Linked DNA regions of Anas platyrhynchos: region 1 is linked to region 2. Evidence: chromatin contacts called from public Hi-C data. All regions are on one chromosome and are shown on one strand. The core of a region is the stretch at or near the end of the contact, and the rest is flanking DNA. Distances in the headings are between cores, read along the strand shown.

Region 1 (2,700 bases), core at 186-2,685, 48 kb before region 2:
AGGACTACAGGTATGATGTTTGCATTTGTAGGGAGAAAATTCGTGCGGCCTAAGCCCAATTAGAGTTTACGCTGGCTAGGTCTGTGGGAGAAGATAAAAAGGGCTTTTTTAAATATGTGACGAAACATCACACCAAAAAACATCACACAATGGGTGAACAATTGGTTGACAGGTAGGGCTCAAAGGGTTGTGGTAAATGGGTCCACATCAGGCTGGCAGATGGTCATCAGTAGAGTCCCCCAAGGCTCCATTTTACAGCCAGTTCTCTTCAATGTTTTTATAAATGGTTTGGATGTAGGACTAGAAGGTATTTTGAACAAATTTGACGATGATACTAAACTTGGAGGAGTTGTTGACTCTGCTGAGGGTGGAAAGGCCTTGCAGAGAGATCTGGACAGATTGGAGAGCTGGGCAAACACCAACCGCATGAAGTTTAACAAAAGCAAGTGCTGGGTCCTGCACCAGGGACAGGGCAAACATGGCTATACGTACAGACTGGGGAACAAGACACTAGAGAGCAGCCCCACAGAGGGATCTGGGGGCTGTGGCTGACAGCAAGCTGAATGTGAGCCAGCAGTGTGCCCTGGCAGCCAGGAGGGCCAAATGTAACCTGGGGTGCATCAAGCAGAGCATTGCTAGTCGGTCAAGGGAAGTGATTATCCTGCTGTACTCTGCGTTGGTGTGGCCTCACCTCGAGTACTGTGTGCAGTTCTGGGCACCACATGCCCGGAAAAGAGGAGCCTGAGGGGAGACCTCATTGCAGCCTACAGCTTCCTCATGAGGGAGTAGAGGGGCAGGCGCTGATCTGTTCTCTTTAGTGACCAGTGACAGGACCTAGGGGAATGGACTCAAGCTGTGACAGGGGAGGTTCAGGCTGGGCATCAGGAAGAGGTTCTTCAGTGAGAGGGTTGTCACGCACTGGAACAGGCTCCCCAGGGATGTAGTCATGGCACCAAGCCTGTCAGAGTTTAAGAAGCGTTTGGACTGTGCTTATGGTCTGAACTTTTGGGTAGACTTTTGTGGTGCCAGGAGTTGGACTTGATGGACTTCCAACTCAGGATATTTTATGATTCCACGATTCCTTACACCTGTGACACAGGCACCTCACTAGTGAGTTGTCCTGTATTCAGAAATAAACAGAGACCCTTCATCCTCTGTCATTTTCCTTCCTGCTGAAGGGGACACCAGCTGTAGTGGAAGGGCCATGTTCTTCCGCCACACCACTCAAGAAAGAGCAGGTGCGGAGAAAACGTCAACCCTGAAGGCTCTGGGGGGGCTGCCCTGCCACTGCCTCGCGTGTGAGGAGACCCTTCCGCGGTCGTCGCAGGCGGAGGGCGCCGGCTCCTCCTGAAGCCCCCTCTCGGGGCCAAGCTCCGCGGCGGGTCCTAGCCCTGCCTGCGCCGCCAGGGGGCAGCCTCCGGGGGCTGCGGCGGCGGCTGCGCGGTGCGCGGGGGCCGGCCCGGTGCGGCCCGGTGCGGCTCGGCGCGGCGCTTCCTCCCGCTCCCCGCCCGTCCCTTCCGCGCCTTGCGGCCGCGGCCGCTCCCCGTCCTCCCGCCTGGGGCCGCGCTGGGCGGCGGCTGCGGCGGGGCCCGCGCCATGGCGGCGGAGCGGGGGGGCTGCTCCCTGGACGCCGTGCCGCTGCCGCCCGAGGTGCGAGAGAGCCTGGCGGAGCTGGAGCTGGAGCTGTCGGAAGGTGAGAGCGGGGCCGGGGGGGGGCTCGGCTCCTCGGGCCGGGCCGGGGCGCGGTGCCTCTGCCACAGCCCGCGGGGGTGCCGGGGGGCTGCGAGGCCGCGGCCTGGCCGCCCTGCGCCGCCTCACGCCGCGCTGCGGCTCTCGGCGGGCGGCTGTGAGGACGCGGCCGGGCGGGGTGGGCCCGGGGGGGCTTCGTTCCCCAACGGGTCCATACAGCGAGCCCGGAGCGGCTTCTCAGCACCCGGGCTGAAATGTGCTCTGCTGGGCTCAGGTCAGAGGGCAGTCAAGTTTCTTCTTAAGCAGCTATTTGGATTCCAGCAGGCGGGTAGTTCCAGAAGTCCTGTTAGTGTCTTTCGCTTGCGGTCTCTGCTTGTTGTGTGACTGGGTTCTGTGAAAATATCACCCTTTTTTTTTCTTTTCTTTTTTTTTTTTTTGTACCATTTCTTAATAATAGCTAAGATATTAAGCCTTTAGCTACGATTCAAAATATTTTTTATATTTTTCACTGTCCCAAGGACCAGTGAGGCAATGAGGTTACATTCCTCTCCTGGCCTGGTTTCAGAGATGCGGTGGCAGACCGAGGTTTCTCTCCTGGTGCTGTAGTTAAGCCCTTCTGCCTGTTTGCTGTCCCCAAAGGCACGGTTTCGTCCTGCTATCTCCACTCATGTTTGATGATGATGATGCTCCTATGACCCTGTGGCAATTACATTTGTGTTCTTGGATTGCTTTTATTTGTTTGTTTTGTGCTGTTGTTAGACTGTTTTGGTTGTTTGGTTTGTTTTTTTGTGCGTTAGTTGCCTGGCTGGCCACATGGACAGGCAGGCTCTGGGTGCTGCAGAGCAGGCAGGGCAGGAGACCAAGACAGCGCCTTCTGGGAGCAGGTGCTCGTTACGCTTCCCCCGGCTATGTGGTTGGACTATACCTCGAAGTAGAGTAGATAAAAAGCTATTAATACTGTGGCCCTGAGGTAGAAGCAACTGATCTCCTCCTTGAGTGTTGCAGTTTTCA
Region 2 (2,700 bases), core at 189-2,688:
CAGCTGCATCAATGCATAAAAATAATTGTGTTTTTAAGGGCCTTATTTTAGAATCACAGAATCGTCTAGGTTGGAAAAGACCTTCAAGATCATCAAGTCCAACCATCAGCCTGATCTGCAGAGCCCCGTCACTAACCATGTCCCTCAGTGCCACATCCACACGTCTCGTAAATAGTTACAGGGATGGGTACTCAATCGCTTGACCACACTCTTCCTAATCTAACTGTGCAGTCTGCTTGACCACACTCTTCCAATCTAACCCCCTCTGGCACAATTCTAGACCATTTCTTCACATCCTATCACTTTTCACCTGAAAAAAGAGACCAACACCCTTCTCCCTGCCAACACCCTCCTCCCTGCAACCTCCTTTCAGGTAGCTATAGAGAGCATTGAGGTCTCTCCTCAGCATCCTCTGCTCCAGACTGATCACTCCCAGTTCCCTCATTCACTCCTCACAAGTCTCACTTTCCTAGTCCCTTCATCAGCTTCATTGCTCTTCTCTCCACAGTCAAGCAACTCAGTAGCTCAGTAGCCTTCCTGTAGCGAGGGGCCCAAAACTGAACAAAATTAACTGCAAAATTAACTCAGCAAGAAAATTGCAAAGAACCCAACTGGCTTTGAAGCATCTAATTTTACTGTCGAGCACTAGCAACAAAGTTTGTTGCTCTGGCAAGGAAGTTATGAGACTTGTTGGATGTGGTCAGTTGTCTTTAAAATAAATAAATAAATCTGTCGGCCTGTATTTGCTGGTAAAGGTTTCAGGAGAGAATGTTCTGTAAGCATTGTCATGTTACCAGAGTGCTTAGAGCTTTTTCTAAATGTGAGAGCTGGGCAAAAAATTTCAGAAGTCTCATTGCTCACAGCCTGCACGCTCTCTGCACCTGAATGGGAGGCATTCCCTCTACGTACCTACCCTGAATTATCCTTTTTAATAGTGCAATAACCATGAACTTAGGATGGTTCAGGAGTTCCACATGCCTTTGTTATTATTTATTTTTGTCAGTTCAGATCTCTTTCAAAATAATTTTTCTAGCTAATTTAGCACGGTGAGCTTAAAACACTTTTTTTTTTTTCCCATTTCACATTACTGGGGATGTGTAGACCTGAGCCAGTAAGCCACTACATTACAATCCTTGTATTTGCAGAAATGAATGCAATTAAAATCAGACATTGTTAATACTTAGTAACTGAAATGTTGTTACATATAGTTACCATCCATTACCAGGAAGGAAGCACTGTGTTCTAGTTACAGTGTTAAGTTCAAAGCGAAGTCCCCTGGCCAGTAGTAATGGAAGTGCTTTTATTGTCTGTCTTTCCAAAAATTTTGATGTGCTATTGTTTATGTCCCATTGAGTCTCTCATGCTTCCCATACACATTTCACATGATCAGAACTTGGGATGTTGTCTTGGTACACGTTTGGTCCCTAAGGCAGTGGTTTCTGTGGCTATCATGGGTAAGCTCCCAGACAGGAAGAGCTGCAAGCCAAGTACATAGCATTCTGTCCACAGCACACTGAGAACCAAGATTTAACTCCTGTGATTGTCACACAGCCAGGTGTTACCTGGCTAATTTTCTCTTCCTGGTAAAATTGTTTTAATATTGGGAAGTTTTTACTATGAGTATTTCCATTTCATATTCAGTTAATACTTTGCATTCTTTACATTTAAATGTGTTTGTTTTTTTTTCCTCGGCTTATATAAGATATCTGAAAGTGTAGAAATTTTAGATAGACTTTGTTGAACTTGTAACTGGGTAACGGACACCATCAGAATATGTATCCTCTGAGAAACCTGTGTTTTCCTGTACTTTTATTTCTTACTCTGAAGTGATAATATATCACAAATGTGTTTTGTTTTGTTTTGTTTTGTTTTAAACCTGACTATAATCCTATTTTGTTATATCTTCCTGGAATTGTTTATTTTTGCCTTCCGCCTAAAAGAAAGGGAAGGTTGCAAGCACTAATGGGCTGGTTTGGCTCCTCTCCAGAGACAGATGGAGTCAGAAGCCAAAAACTAAAACTGTTGTCCACAGAAATATCACATGAGGCGCAGGCCCAGTAATGGTGATCCACAGCAGTATCTTCTCAAAGATCAGTTGTTTGTGTATATTTATTCAAAGCTTGTCATGTTTGACTAGGGATGGCCAAGTAATGGGAGATTTGTGATTTAAACTTTGAAACGGCCCTTAAGTTAAACTGGATTTCTAATTTTGTGTTTTCACACTATTTAAGAACAATTATTCTAGAGCTGTTGGAAATGCACATATTCTTGAAAGCAGAAAGTTAAACACCTGGTGATTGAAAATTGTTCCCAAAGGTGAGGAAATGATTGTCAGTATGGCTTCAACAAAATTTTGCTATTAAGTTATATATTGCTTAATCTTCTGTGTTCAGTAGATGTAGAAAAATGCCAAAGCAAAGGCTGCAAGTTTCTGAGGTAACCAATCTGTGTTGCCCAGGAGCTCTGTGTCTGGAAATGACTCTGGAGTACAGCAATGGACACCTTGTCTTTTTCATCAGGTGTTTGTTTTTTTCTTTTCTTTTCTCATGCTGACTTCTTCCTGCAGTATCTTTTCTAAATTCTTCTCATCATTGTGTGTGGCTTAAAACCACTGTGTGCAAACTGACTTGATTTGAGCTTTATCAGTATATGGGCAATACATTGTTTTAGGAGCTTCCCTTTGACTACCGGAGTTGGAGG

The links. Hi-C and Micro-C count contacts between places; a contact is called where the count stands out from the background.
Region 1: a contact with region 2 is called in a Hi-C map of subcutaneous adipose tissue, with 2.5 times the contacts expected there. The contact joins the promoter of DIP2A here to the enhancer-like site in region 2. A contact is called at or near these places in 3 of 8 Hi-C or Micro-C datasets (F5 follicle, skeletal muscle and subcutaneous adipose tissue).

What each region holds. Positions count from the first base shown.
Region 1 is chr7:28,457,010-28,459,709 of IASCAAS_PekinDuck_T2T, reverse strand. It overlaps DIP2A (disco interacting protein 2 homolog A), which reads left to right and starts at 1,435. Exons shown (of 43, transcript XM_072041101.1): 1 at 1,435-1,693. The coding sequence starts at 1,597.
Region 2 is chr7:28,408,994-28,411,693 of IASCAAS_PekinDuck_T2T, reverse strand. The region is part of intron 4 of DIP2A (disco interacting protein 2 homolog A); the gene reads left to right. Among named protein-coding and RNA genes, the nearest start is that of DIP2A, 48 kb to the left of the region's middle. Within about 2 kb of position 1,438, at least 1 of the 8 cell types and tissues checked has an H3K27ac peak or open chromatin away from gene starts, as enhancers often do. A contact at or near this core is called in subcutaneous adipose tissue, where this site is marked.